Regions from separate parts of the Mus musculus genome. Here regions 2, 3, 4 and 5 are each linked to region 1. A link is a contact called in public ChIA-PET and Hi-C data. All regions are on one chromosome and are shown on one strand. Each heading gives the region's core, a stretch centred on a gene start, on an enhancer-like site or on the middle of the called end of the contact. The rest is flanking DNA. Distances are from core to core; before and after follow the strand shown.

Region 1 (2,758 bases), core at 99-2,598:
AGCCAGGGTTGCACAGAGAGTCTCCAAAATAAAATAATACCAAATATTATACAGTTACTAATTGTAAACCAGCTTTTTTTCTCCTAGCAGAAGAAATTGTTCTCAACTATCAGTAGATTTTTAACGCTGTTTTAAATGATGTTTGGATTGCAAAAATATACTAAGACATTAAAGAGAACTTTAATTAAACTTTAAGTAAAGAGACTATAATATGATATTTGTTTCTCTAGATGAACATTACTCGGAAGCTTTGGAGTCGAACCTTCAACTGTTCGGTCACCTGCAGCGACACGGTGTCCGTGGTTGCTGTGTCTGTGTTCATTCTCTTCCTGCCTGTCGTCTTCTACCTCAGTAGCTTCCTTCACTCAGAGCAAAAGAAACGCAAACTCATTCTACGTAAGTTCCCTTCTGTAGTCATCCATCCATTTAGCCGAGCACCTACGTAAAAGATTACGGGGTCAAAAAAGATTACGGGGTCAAGGGGCTGGGGGTACAGCGTCAAAGCTCTTACCTGTATGCACAAGGCCGTGGATTCAACCTTCATCATCATAATGTAGGGGAAAGGTACAGATCTATTTAAGAAAGATGTGGCTAGTGCCTTTACCTGCCGAGCCATCACCAGACTTTGTGCTCTTTCTTTATGGCACGCAGGCAGTAAGCCGGCGGCTTTGCTGCTGCTGACAGCTGAGGTCACTTAACTCTCTCATTTGTTTGTTCTACTTGATTCGTCTCCCTTGATTGGATCATAAAGATCATCAGAAGAAGAAGTTGTTTCCTTGTATACCGTCTGTCATATTGCCAGTACCTAGAAAGTGCCCGGGCATAGTGAGTGCTCGCAGACATTTGTTGTACAAAAGAATACTATAGTCTGTTTTAATGTTAGCATCAAAATACTATCCCTGTGAAATTCTTTATGGAAAAAAAATCTTGGATCAAATAATGTCAGGCAATATGGCTTTCAGGAGGCAGAAGCAGATGGATCCTTGAGTTAAAGCCAGCCTGGTCTACATGACGAGTTCTAAGCCAGCCATGGCTTCACAGGTCAAACCTGACTCAAAAACAAACAAATTAACACAGCAAAAGACCAAAGCAAATAAACAATAAAACCATACAGAGAGAAAGACAGACAGACAGACAGACACATACAATAACCCCAAATACTCGTGTGAGTGAAGAGTTCATGTGCCGATGCTCATGGCCGATTGCTCTCCCTCCCCCCACCTCCTGCCTTCCTCCCTGCATGAACTGATGACATGTGACTGCTCTGTGGCATGGTTATGTCTTTGAGAGTTGTGCAGAGCTTAAAACAAGGCAAGGAAATAGAGGCGCCTGAGCCCTGCTGCAGCTCCTCCTATGAGGCCAGCAGTTCTCAGATCTCAGCCTGTGCCACTCCCACCACGGGTGCCACTCCCACTGCAGGTGACACTGTGGGTTTTCAGTTCTAGAGCATGAGAAACATTTGCACTCAACTGTTCAACGCACGACCTCGCCAGGTGGCTATGGGCCATGATTCTATTTAAACCTAGTGGCTCAATGCCATGGCCATCATAATCATAGCTGAATATTACATATTTTGCTAATAGTGCTATATGTGATATATAACTCAACTTTAAAAGAACCATTCTTTTTAAAACTAGAGTCTTTTTTTCTTATTTATTTATTTATTTATTTATTTATTTTTGACTCATGGTTTCTCTGTGTAGCTCTGGCTATCCTGGAACTTGTGCAGTAGACCAGGCTGGCTTCAAACTCATAGAGATCCACTTCTGTCCGCTGGGATTAAAGGTTCCTGCCACTGCTGCCAACTCAGAATAATGTATTTCATTGTGACATTTACACACACACACACACACACACACACACACACACACAATATGTGTGTTTTGTTGTTCTTGCTTGGTGTTAGGTATTGAAGCTAGAACTTTATAAGTGTTAGCAATACCCTTTACCACTGAACTGGCGCCCAGCATGAATGTGTTGAGATAGGGTCTCGCCGTGTAGCACAGGCTAGCCTGGAATTTGCTATGTAGGCCAGGCTGGCTTCAAACTCACAATCCTCCATTCTTAATCTCCTAAGTTCCAGGATCACAGGCACACACCGCGTGCCCTACTTGAAAAAAAAATGCTTTTGTCTGAAAATAGAGGCAATGTTCTGTCCTTCGGTACGTATTCTTTCCTTTCCCTGATTGTATTAGCTATGGTGGTGTCTTGGTCCAGCTCTTAGGAGGAATTCTTCAGACTTCGTAATTAACAATGACTGGGGTAGAAGCTTTGTAAACACTCTTGTCTTTTAAGAGATGTTTAGAGCTTGATTTCTAGCTTGGACTTTCCTTGTTATTCTTTATGTACACGTTAACATTGCAGTGCTCAAGAAAGCGTGGATGCCTGTTTTATTAGGTACTGCTCTTAACAAAGTCATGGGTAGTAGCTTCTACTTAATTTAATTTTATGCTCTTCATTAAAAAAAAAACCTTAGGTTTTACGTCTAGGAAAATTGGATCAAGCCATGTTAAGCCAATCAATAGACAATATAGTGGTTTGCATGTAAGCACTGGGTAAGCCCTCGAGAGCAGGAATTTAAACTCAGCCCTGTGTCTCTCCCCAGCCAAACGTCTCAAGTCGAGCACCAGTTTTGCCAACATTCAAGAAAATGCCACCTGAAGCCTGCAAAACGGGGACTCGACCTCACGTTGTGCCAGTAAGTGTTAGACCACAGCACAGTCGAGAAGAAGATGAGCCAAGGTCGGACAAGTTGCAT
Region 2 (2,758 bases), core at 115-2,614, 820 kb before region 1:
ATTATCAAAGAAAAATAACACATGCATTCTGGTTTGGTTTGTTTTTTTTTTTTTTTTTTACTGCAGTCTGCACTATTATTAGCAAACCTGTGTTTTAACAAGTCTGACAAATTTAGAAAATAATGGATGATCACAGCAAGTCAAGCCAGTCTACTTACAATATTGCGATTTAGGGAACCAAAACTAGCAATTGTCAGGGTGGGTGTTGGAGTAGGTAGGGGCTTAGGGTTTCAAACATGCCAGGCATGTGCTCTCCAACCAGCCATGGCCCAGCAAAGGATTTACAGTGAGTGCCAAAAGGGACTCAGGCCAGTGAATGGCTCAGCCTGGTTTGACTCCATCATAATCACCACCCTTCTACCTCCCCACCCCTTTCACCTCCCCACCCCCTCAGCCTCCTTCTACCTCCCCCCACCCACACTACACTACCATCCATCTTCCATGGACAGGTAGCAGGCAGAGAACAAAATTAGCCTCTGATCTTCACACCCACTCCAAGGCACATGTGCCCACAACAGACATCATGCACATGCATGTAAATACATACATACATACAAAATAAATTAAAGAGAAAATTAAGCGTAGCCCTTGGAAATTTTCACAGGAAATACTGGAAATTGCTTTAGAATGCTTTCTGAATTCAGCAAGACAAAGCAAAGTGAAAGAAACCTAACCTTTGTTTGTTCCTGCCTGTATTGTAAATTAGCCTTCAGAGTAAGGGAGTGCTGAGACCTGAAAAAACTGTACATGACAGTGACACCAGCAACACTCTGGAAACGTCTCCAGAATCCTCAGGAAACGTGTCCAAGGCGGCTGTGGCCTGCCAAGGAGGAAAAACAGGACCTGGGCCGCCTTCAGTTTGAAGGCCATGTTTGTGTCTGGCTGATCTAACCATTGTTATACTCTTGGAGGTGCTCTGCTGCCTTTCAGTATTCAAGTTTCCCATGAATGTTGGAAATTGTTAGGTCATTTAAAAAGAATTTCTTATAAAGATTCCAACTCTTATTTCCAACCTGTACAAAGAAAGTTTTCCACAAATTCTATATTTTTATTTAAATGCATTAATGGCAATTTTAGTATATATCCTATTTAATATATATTCTATGTGTCATATGAAGATGAAAGAAATAAATGATTGGTATGATATTAATATATTTTTTCAAGAGTTGATGAAGAGATTTTTATCAGTTACTTTTAACCTGGGACAGTGTATCCTGCTTTATAAGTTGTTGTGTTCTGCTCTGACATCTGACACTATATAATTTAAAAGAAAAAAAATTGAAGGTTGCACCCCATTGGTATCTGGAGCAGTTGAAGTCTTCGTGTTTGTCTGCTTTGTGATTGGCTGATGTGTTGCTAGGCATGTGTTTTGTTCTTAGAGAAAGTTAAAAAGTTGAGGGTGACCCATTTGAAGTGCACCCTGTGGCTTTGCCTGCCCTGCCCTCTCCTTCCCTCCCCTCCCCCATCTGCTGAAGTTTAGAATTGTTTTTTAACCCATCATTTTGTAAAGTTAGCATACAGTATCTTAACATTTTTTTAAGTTCTAATTGTGTCTGGTGCACAGACTAAAATACAGATTTCATTTTTAATCTCTTTTGGAGTGAGTTTTTAAATTTAGGTATAAATGAAGTAATAGCTCCAAAAGCTATTTTTTAAATTACACAATATCTATATATTCATAGTCTAAGACATCTTTTCTACTTGCTTATGTCATGTATTTAGTGTCTTGAGCTACCTTTGACTTGTATCAGCATGTCCCCTCAAAACCTTTGGTAACGTCTAGAGTCGTAGAAGACCAACAGTCAATCCCCACACTCGCCTCTCCTGGACCTCCTAATAGTTCCAATCTGATCCATTCCCTTTTAATTTGATGATGCTGAGAAGTGACTGTCTGCTGACTGAATGATGCTATTTAACTTCATCTCAATAGAGCCACCTCCCTATCACTTCACCCTAACTGGCCCTGTGGATAGTTAAAGCCAAGCTGGGTTACACAATGTTCCACACGTCTTGTCAGACAATGGTCTGTACACAGCCAGTGTCTGACTTGCATGTGCCGGCCTGACTTAACAAGTGAGTTATACATGCTGCTCGGCAACCTTGTCTTGCCAGTGCAAGAAAGAAATCAAAGCGGCCTGGAAGTATCTGTAGCTTCCCAAGGAGGAGGGAGAGGCTAAAAACAGCTAACCCTGGAACAAGCTGAGCTGCCCTGCCTCTGAGGACTTATGCAGCCCCCAAGTCTCCATATCTTTAACAAAACTATATTGAACTGGTTGTCAAGCCCACACTGAGCCAATACTTTAATTGACACGCCACTTTAAAGTCTACATGCTCTCGCTGCTGGTGGGCGCACACAAAGGCACCTGGGAGGCAGCAGCTCAAGCCCTCAGAGCTTAATGATGTGCATCTCTAAGAGACAAACGAGATAGAGATAATGCACTGTCACTCACGGTGAGTACTGTGAGCTAGCTTAGGCCCTAAGACCTTTCTCTTACCAGAGAGGAATACAAGTACTGTGAGGCACAGTTACTAGGTCAGGTGGGCAAAGTAAGATAGCCCTGATGATCTGGAGGTCACAGAGATCTGAGAAGAAATACTAGGTGGAGTAACAGGGAGAGAGGCTCTGAGACAAAGACTCCCACACCCACACCCTCCCTCCCCTTCTGAGCTCCACCTGAGTCAAATCGAGGCAGTAAGTTTTCTTTCTACCTGATTTCTCTTCTTGCCCTAGAATCAAAAGTTTAAACGGCCGCAAGCA
Region 3 (2,758 bases), core at 149-2,648, 760 kb before region 1:
GGAGTAAGATTTGTTGTCAACAGAAATAACACACCACTCTCAAACATGTCTGCTGCAAACTTACGAAGTTCAGATGTGGCTAAACACACATTTACACACATCTGTGCTCTTTCAAAGGGAAAATCTACAGGAACATTGGACCGTTTTAATGACATTTAATGTGCTTGTCTCATGCAACAAATCAAGAGCTGGGGGCTTGGCTAGCTAACTGTGGTCCATGAGATTTCCCCCCGGGCAGGTCCTTCTGAAGGTCCCAAGGGCCCCACCTCATTCCTCCCTCATGGGCTACTCTGATTGGTGCTGCATGCCTGCCAAGGATGGCAGCTGGTCCCAGGACAACTTGTTTTGACAAAAGTCTGGCAGAGAACATTGGGAGAAGAGTCTAACACAACGTAACATAACATCTTGTTTTCCCTGAGAAATTGTCTCTGTAGCTAGGGAGAGCTCAGTGGGAGAGCACATGTTTAATGTGACACCAACCCCCCTTCCACCTCCACGGGCACACACTTACACACACACACACACACACACACAGAGAGAGAGAGAGAGAGAGAGAGAGACAGAGAGACAGAGAGACAGAGACAGAGAGACAGAGAGACAGAAAGACAGAGACACAGAGACAGAGACACAGAGAGAGACAGAGACACAAACACAGACACAGAGATAGAGACAGAGACAGAGAGCAAACAGGTCAAAAATTGTCAGCTGCCCAAGCAAAAGCAAGGAGGCAGCCCAACATTCACTGGAGAAGCTCATAGCTGGTCTTGGCTGGTCTTGTCAGTTGTTCCCTTCTTTAACATGCTTACCCTACGTCATGGTGACCTGAGTTAGCACTTGAGACCCCTGGAGGTTCATCTCAAAGTCACTTCATACACACTGAAGGACGCGTCTTAGGGAACCACCTCATTTGTGTTACAGGTTCTCCCAGCTGCAGCTCAGCACAAGCTCGGGCAGGAGTTTCTTAGAGACGGACTCTCGGGTCCCACCCCAGACCTCAGCCAGAACCAGCCAGGGTGAGGCCCAGCAACCTGCATCCCCAAAGCTTCCCGAGAGATTCATTCCAGTGTGGAGCCTGGGATTAAACTGAGAAACCTCTGTTGTCCTTTTTATTGTATGGCTTTACAAAAACACACAAATTCGTATTCCTCCTGGGTCATCCTCACAGCAAGATGTGTAGAGATTAAAAGTGAAGGCCACCCACCCCCTTGTTCATTTTCAGCACACTCAGAAAAGCCTGCTCTAAATGCTCAGTCACACTTAACAGCTGTAAGGGCAGCGATAGGTCAGATGCTTGCTTTGGGTACTCGATCATGTAATTTCTCTCCTTTTTCCCCTTTAACAAAAACAACAGCAGATGGGGAAGAGATATTTCACATCTCCCATCAGCAGTGAGTCCGGTACAGGATTTCCCCCTCAGTGTGCTGTGGAAGTAACTGGCCACAGCTTCCTGTGTAGCACTCTGCCCCCTGATAACATCACTTTGTGTGTGCGTGTGTGGAGGGGGGGCAGGGTATAGGTGACATTTGTCAGTATGAAGCTTTTTTTTTGTTTTGTTTTGTTTGGGGGGGGGTCTCATGTAGCCCAGGCTAGCATCTAACTCATGATCCCCCTGCCTCAGCTTCCTCAGAGCTAGGACTAGAGGTATATGTTTCAATTTTAGAATCTACAGTCTTGAAAATCACAACAGGCTCACACTAGTAAGCCCAGCACGAATAGTATTGGTCAGTGCCAGCCTGGTGGGTTCCATGATAGCCTAGGTTTCATAGCAAGACCACGTGACCAACAGAGAAAGAAAGAGTGGGGGGAAAGGGAAGGAGGGAGGGAGAAAGAGAGAGAGAGAGGGAGAGGGAGAGAAGGACAGAGGGAGGGAGGGAAAAAGAGAGAAAGAAAGAGAAAAAGAGATGATAGATTGATTTAAAACACACACACAATTATAAATGGCAGTGTGATGTCACGTTAACACGGCTCTTGTCAATGAGCCAAGTTGTCCCCAGTGTGAAGGGTGACACGTCTCCATGTTGGTGTTGCTGAGAGAACACAGTGGGCACTCAGGGCAGCCCTCTCTCAGAGGATTAGAAAATGTGTGTGTGTCACGGAGAATACACTCCAGGTGCCAGTTAGAGGCAGACATGTAGACAGGGCACCCCAAACCAGACACAGACAAGAAGGGTCTGACACTAGGAACTGAACCCAGAACCTTTCACTGTGCCGATCTCTGAGTTACTCCCCCAGACCCAGGCTGGTGGTCCACTCCTTATTTTATTCAATACTAGTTTTTAAATTATCTTTATTTTATGTGTATGGGTGTTTTGGCTGCATGCATATCTGTGCACCACTTGTGTGTCCGGTGCCGGCAGAGGCTGGAAGAGGGCATCAACCCTGGGACTGGAGTTACAGACGTTCGTGAGCTGCCATGGGAGTGCTGGAGACAGAGCCAGGGTCTCTGCAGGAGCAGTCAGTGCTCTGAATCGCTGAGCCAGCTCTCCAGCTCCTCAACATGATTTTTTATATGCATAATAGTTTCAAATTTTTCTGGGTCAATAAATGTTAAGTGATAAGTGGTTTACATACATGGACACAAAGACAGCACACAAAGGACCATCTTGTAGGTAAGGAAGACAGTTCAGAATTTAGAGAAACCCTTTCCCAGTTAATGCGTTCACAAATTTGGAGTAGGCCAGATTAACTGTCTTCTCTTTTGTTTTGTTTTTCAAGACAGGGTTTAGACACAGTTTCTCTGTGTAGCCCTGCGTGTTCT
Region 4 (2,758 bases), core at 72-2,571, 720 kb before region 1:
TTTTTGAGTGTGCTTGAACTGGATAAAACATGCACATGGGGCTGGAGAGATGGCTCAGCGGTTAAGAGCCCTGACTGCTCTTCCAGAGGTCCTGAGTTCAGTTCCCAGCAACCACATGGTGGCTCACAAGCATCTGCTATGGGATCCGATGCCCTCTTCTGGTGTGTCTGAAGAGAGCAACCATGTACTCACATTAAACAAACAAAACAAACAAGCATGTAATTCTAAAAGTAAATACAAATAGCCACGCAGTATAAGAAGACCGCCGCTCATAGTCCTAGGTAATTAATCCACTTAGAGGCCAAAGGATATGAACAGACTCAGTATTGAAGAAGGCAAACAAAAAGCCAGAAGTTGTTAAGTCAACAACAGTCAATTTCCTTGACATATATAGGAAACACTTAAATTTGCTAGAAAGCAGGTTGGGGAGATGGCTCGGTGGGTAAGGCACCTGCTGCTGCAAGCTTCAGGACCCAGGCTTGGATCCCCAGCACATATAAAAGAAGCCAGGCATGGTGCTGTAACCCCAGAGCAGAGGAGCAGAAACAGGCAGATCCTGCGAGCTCACTGACCAGCTCAGTGTGGCCAGAATGTGGCTCCATGTCCAACGAGAGACCATCTCAAAAAATATGGTAAAGGGTTCGAGAAAAAGACTCTGACATTGAGCTGTGGCATCATCTATTGGAGTAGGAACCTGCTCTAACACATCAAAACCCCAAATTACTAGAAATTCAGGCTTTAAATCCATGTGGTCTTAAAAAAAAAACAAAAAACCAAAACGAAACCCCTACACAGTGTGCTTTTCAATGTAAAGCTGAGCGATCAACTAGTTCCCCAGGAAGAGTGAAATCAGTCAACATGCTCCCCCCAGGAAGAAATGATTATCAAGATGAGTCAGAAATCACCCAAGTTTAGTTACCTCCAGACCCTTCTGAGACTTCTCAGACTCATTTTGAGAAGTTAGCTAAACACTGTGGTATAAGAATTTCTTCTCGGTCGTCTCCCAGGAATCCCCACTAATGTGGTTGTGTCTTGCTATGGCCTTGCTTCTGTATCCCCATGTGGTCCTCACTGCCCCCATCACCTCCATTCCATACCCTATCCCCAGTGAATTCTAGAAACTGAAGCATGTCTACAAACACACAGTGTGGCCCAGTCTTGGGGAACAACTTCAAATTTTAAAAAGGACTTTCATCTAGGTTCACTGCTTGCTAAATATAAAAATAATGATTCAACAGGAAAATTGGGTAAGTCAGGCAAGAAATACTGCCTGTTTTTGAAGATTCTGCTGTCTCCGTGGTTATAGCTGTTAACCACAGCTTTCAGCTTTGGACCCAACAGCTTGATACATTGTTAGCATTGGCTGGTGTTTTTAGCATGCAAACGTAAACCCCTTAGCAACAATGTTGTCTAGGGAATTGGAAGGCTTAGATTCTCCTGAGTTCTAGATACATTGCAGGTGACCACTAACTGTCTCCTTACTGGTGAGGGGCTAGTTTGAAGATAACATCTTTTACACGGTGCTAGATTGATATCATTTATCATCATTTTTTATTTTTGTTGAGACAAGGTCTTACTGTAGCTCAGAATGGCCTGCAATTCATAACCCTGTCTCTGTTTCCAAAATGTTCAGATTATAGATGTGTACTCATAGAGCCCGACATAAACTTTTGTGTGAAATGAAAAAAAAAAACTATGAAGAATATAACAGACACTGTCCTACCCTGAATAGTTTGGTTCAATGCTAATAATGTGCTACGTTTGTATCTTTTTATTTTAAAGACAACAACAACAACAAAAACCTTGAAGGCTTAAAACCTTCTTATGCCTGCCTTATCTAGATCCTTCCCCATGGGGGGGGGGGTCACCAGCCTTTGAAATGGGGGTGACAGCATGTTTGTTTTTCTAGGTGTGACACAGAGCTCCCTAACTCTTGTTTCCACAACTTAAGGTTTCACCTGCTGCTTGTGTTGTACAGTCAATGTTACAATGTTACAGTGTTACAATGTTACAGTGTTACAATGTTACAGTGGTATAGTGTAACAAATGTTCCCTGGCTCATTTTTCTCACTGCCTGACTTTGCACCATTTCTAACCATTGGTCTGTATTATTTCATATTTCCTCAGGCAGAATAAAGTCCCTAAAGGGCTTTCATAATATAGTTTCATTTAATGTAACAGACAGCTGTCCTACCCTGACTAGTTTGGTCCAATGTTAACAATGTGCCACATTTGTATCTTTTTCTTTATTTTAAAGACAAAAACAAAAAACAAAAAATCTTGAAGAATTAAAACCTTCTTCATTTAAGTGGGCAATGCTTTTGAACTTAAGTTTAGATTTACACTGATATTAAATCTGCACACAAACCCTCCAGATACCTTCAAGCTATAATTTCTGTGAGTTTCTGTCTACATTGAAGGCAGCAGACCTGGATACTGGTTTAAGACGGCAGTGAAAAATGAAAACTTAGAAAACAAATGGTTTCTGAGCAAGTTGGATCCAGTTCCTGAAGTTGTCGAACAGAGTTACTAAGGGCTCGGTGTGGCACTCTAGACTCTCCTTGACTTCCACCTAACATTTGTCTTTGAAAAACAAGTCACACTGTTTAACAGCACAAAGATCTTGAGAATGAAGGATGCTGAAGGCGGAGAGGCACACTCACCTGCTCTGGATGCTGAAGGCGGAGAGGCACACTCACCTGCTCTGGATGCTGAAGGAGGAGAGGCACTCTCACCTGCTCTGGATGCTGAAGGAGGA
Region 5 (2,758 bases), core at 132-2,631, 670 kb before region 1:
CATTTCCATTGGGATCAATGATACTGATTGAGTATCCTTTTATATGTATATCAGGGTGTGTGTGTGTGTGTGTGTGTGTGTGTGTGTGTGTGTGTGTATCTTGGAGAAATGCTAACCCAAGTGCTTTGATAGTTTAAAGGTTGTTTGTTTGCTTTTTCATTATTGAGAAATGAAGACTATTATTTTGGACGTTAGACCCTTCCTACAGATTGTGCAGCTATCTTCTCCAAACTGAAGCATTCTGTTCTGGGGAGAGGAAGGGGAAAACTCGAAGGCTTAGAAAGCTCAGGAACATTACAGGAAGCTCAGAAAGCTACTAGCCTCACACACAATCCCTCCCACAGCAATTGCCCTGGAGCGGAGCCTTTTTGGTGTTGCTGCCTACAAACTGGGCTACAGGCTCTTGGATGTGGCTTACATGCACTGCTAGCTGGGGTAGGAGACTTTGGGTGATGGAACTGGTCACCCATGCTTCTGCCAATAACCGTAATAAACTCATTTGTTCAGCAAGTAAGACTTTGGGGGAGTGGTTTCCTTACTTCTCCTTGGTGCCCCAACTGTAGTGAACAGACATTTGGTCACACCTCCTGAGGAATATTCACACAACATCCCGTGTGGAATTGGCAGAGTCTCCCATTCTATTGGGTTTTGGGAGGTAGGGGCAGAGGTTGTTTGTTTTTGAGACAGGGTTTCTCTGGGCAGCTCTGGCTGGCCTCGAACTCACTCTGTAGAGCAGGCTGGCCTCAAACTTGGAGATCCACCTGCCTCTGCCTCCCAAGTGCTGGGATTTGCTCAGACTGTTGTCTGAGTTGCCACCCTGCTCATTCCCTAGTGGTTATTTTCACTTTCTTGATAAAATCCTTCAATGTTACAGGTTCTTAGATTTGTTAGGGTCTAATTTACCCCAGCCCCTGTGTATTGCTTCTGCGTTTGATCCCAGACCCAAGACCCCATTTCATTAAGGTCATGATGCTTTCCTCCTGTGTTCTTCTAAAAGTTTTATTGGTTTAGCTCTTGACATAAGCTATTGATCTATTTTGAGTTTCCTCTTACATGTGGTGTAATAACTAAGCTTCATTCTTTGGCTTGGTCTATCTCGTCTGGACTGTTGAAAAGAGGAGAAATATTTTTTGAGGCAGTGGTATACTGTGGTCACCTAAATGATGCAGGGCCTGGGGAACCAGCGTGGTTTTCAGGGTCTCAGTGTGTAAGCTACTGGAGAGTGGAGCAGGGTGGACTGCTGTGGCCAGCTGAGGAGACAAATCACTCCCTCTCGGCTGGAGCAGCGTCAGCAGGCACCCGGACTCCCATGAGCGGCTGGAGTAGAGAGGAGAGATGGCTCTTGATAGCGCCAAGGTCAAACTTTGCTGAGGCAGCAGCAGTGGTGAGCCAAGGCCACCAGAGGGCACAGCAGAGGTGGTACCCAGTGGGAACACATGAAATGGCCTCTTGGGGTCACGTGGCAGCCAGAGAAGCTGCTCGGAGGCTAGGAGGGAAAGGGCATGGAGCCAGGTGGCGGTGGCGGTTCGGAGCCCCACGGAGGTAGATCATTACGGTGGCAGGTCGGAGCCCCACGAGCCGGGTCTTTACGGTGGCAGTGGCAGGTCGGAGCCCCAGACCATTGCCGAGAGTCATTGCTTGTCCTCTACCACAAGGAATGAGTTACAGTTCCCTTCCCTTTTCAAAATGCAGCTCAAAAGAGCGCGTTCTGTCTTCAGGGCCCCAGCTCTCTGTGAGAAACTCTGCACCAGACTTGAAAATTAAGCTGTGTTTGCCAAACATAGTTTTTGAATGACTGCTTTTTAAGGTCACTGATCATATATGCAGCAGAGAAAATATAGGAAGAAAGAGGGATCATTGACTTAAAACTTGTGGGGAAGGGAGTCCCGAAAAGCTAATAGGCTTCTGTAATAGTCACCTGTTTCAAAATTTTCAGATGTCAGGGCAACAGCTCATCCTTACTTTCACACAATTCCTGGGCATTTTTCATTATGCAGTAAGCGTAAGATTTGAAATTAAGTTTCCAGATGAAGGAAGAGATCCCCACCCTAAGGCCTTCCTGTCACATAACTAAGACAACTGAGGACAATAACCCCCCTGAAAGGGTTAATTCTGCAAAACAAAACAGCCCCCCCAAACCCCCAAAGAAAAAACAACAAAAAAAGAAAACAAAAACAAACAAACAAACAAAAATGAACCCCAGAGAAAACCACGAGGTGCTTTTTGGAACATTCCTGATAACGCACACATCTGTATTACACTCTCAACCCCATGGGCCTGGTGCCATCTCTGAATAGCAGAGAAACACTGAGCCAATGCCTGACAGGATCGTTCAGAGCCAGAACCCCAGGAAAGCCCCAATAATAACTAAAATCTACAAAAGGAAACAGCGGTAAGGCCCATTGCCCTTTTATTAAAGATGCTATTTCAAACCTGCCCCACTGCTGAAATCGGGGGGGGGGGGGGGGCGCTGATCTGGCAGCGGCAGCAACCACACGGTGGTATCAGGTGGTATCAGCCCGAGGGAGATACATTTATAGGCATCAACAACCTAAAAGAAGGATGCTCTAAAAGTGGTTTGAAAGAAGGACACTTTGGACCCGTTAAACACAACACAAATGTTACAATGTGTGTAAGCCAGCGGCCTCTGCATGTCTAGTGAGGGTGGTGGCCTAAGCGGAGTACAGCAGCGTATCCATCCACTTTATGAACTGAGTCAGGTAAATGATACAGCGGTCAAGGGTACCTGCCAGTAGCT

What was found. Hi-C and Micro-C count contacts between places; a contact is called where the count stands out from the background. ChIA-PET counts read pairs in DNA pulled down with a chosen protein or histone mark.
Region 2: a contact with region 1 is called in a Hi-C map of CD8 T cells, with 2.2 times the contacts expected there. The contact joins two enhancer-like sites. A contact is called at or near these places in 3 of 484 Hi-C or Micro-C datasets (CD4 T cells and CD8 T cells) and 3 of 115 datasets of contacts at active chromatin or transcription factors (astrocytes, embryonic stem cells and memory CD8 T cells).
Region 3: a contact with region 1 is called in an RNA polymerase II ChIA-PET map of memory CD8 T cells, with 6 read pairs. The contact joins two enhancer-like sites.
Region 4: an RNA polymerase II ChIA-PET map of memory CD8 T cells shows a contact between it and region 1, with 10 read pairs. The contact joins two enhancer-like sites. A contact is called at or near these places in 4 of 39 promoter capture datasets (3T3-L1-derived adipocytes, embryonic stem cells, hippocampal neurons and 1 more) and 2 of 115 datasets of contacts at active chromatin or transcription factors (kidney and memory CD8 T cells).
Region 5: an RNA polymerase II ChIA-PET map of memory CD8 T cells shows a contact between it and region 1, with 5 read pairs. The contact joins two enhancer-like sites. A contact is called at or near these places in 2 of 115 datasets of contacts at active chromatin or transcription factors (embryonic stem cells and memory CD8 T cells).

Annotation. Positions count from the first base shown.
Region 1 is chr10:42,697,878-42,700,635 of GRCm38.p6, forward strand. It overlaps Ostm1 (osteopetrosis associated transmembrane protein 1), which reads left to right. Exons shown (of 6, transcript NM_172416.3): 5 at 231-396; 6 at 2,606-2,758. The coding sequence ends at 2,661. Among named protein-coding and RNA genes, the nearest start is that of Ostm1, 20 kb to the left of the region's middle. Within about 2 kb of position 1,349, at least 36 of the 459 cell types and tissues checked have an H3K27ac peak or open chromatin away from gene starts, as enhancers often do. A contact at or near this core is called in CD8 T cells and memory CD8 T cells, where this site is marked.
Region 2 is chr10:41,879,592-41,882,349 of GRCm38.p6, forward strand. The region is part of intron 1 of Sesn1 (sestrin 1); the gene reads left to right. Among named protein-coding and RNA genes, the nearest start is that of Sesn1, 70 kb to the left of the region's middle. Within about 2 kb of position 1,365, at least 47 of the 459 cell types and tissues checked have an H3K27ac peak or open chromatin away from gene starts, as enhancers often do. A contact at or near this core is called in CD8 T cells, where this site is marked.
Region 3 is chr10:41,935,988-41,938,745 of GRCm38.p6, forward strand. The region is part of intron 12 of Armc2 (armadillo repeat containing 2); the gene reads right to left. Among named protein-coding and RNA genes, the nearest start is that of Gm33058, 22 kb to the right of the region's middle. Within about 2 kb of position 1,399, at least 71 of the 459 cell types and tissues checked have an H3K27ac peak or open chromatin away from gene starts, as enhancers often do. A contact at or near this core is called in memory CD8 T cells, where this site is marked.
Region 4 is chr10:41,977,715-41,980,472 of GRCm38.p6, forward strand. All of the region lies in intron 6 of Armc2 (armadillo repeat containing 2), which reads right to left. Among named protein-coding and RNA genes, the nearest start is that of Gm33058, 20 kb to the left of the region's middle. Within about 2 kb of position 1,322, at least 78 of the 459 cell types and tissues checked have an H3K27ac peak or open chromatin away from gene starts, as enhancers often do. A contact at or near this core is called in memory CD8 T cells, where this site is marked.
Region 5 is chr10:42,029,815-42,032,572 of GRCm38.p6, forward strand. No RefSeq gene overlaps it. Among named protein-coding and RNA genes, the nearest start is that of Gm51798, 12 kb to the right of the region's middle. Within about 2 kb of position 1,382, at least 61 of the 459 cell types and tissues checked have an H3K27ac peak or open chromatin away from gene starts, as enhancers often do. A contact at or near this core is called in memory CD8 T cells, where this site is marked.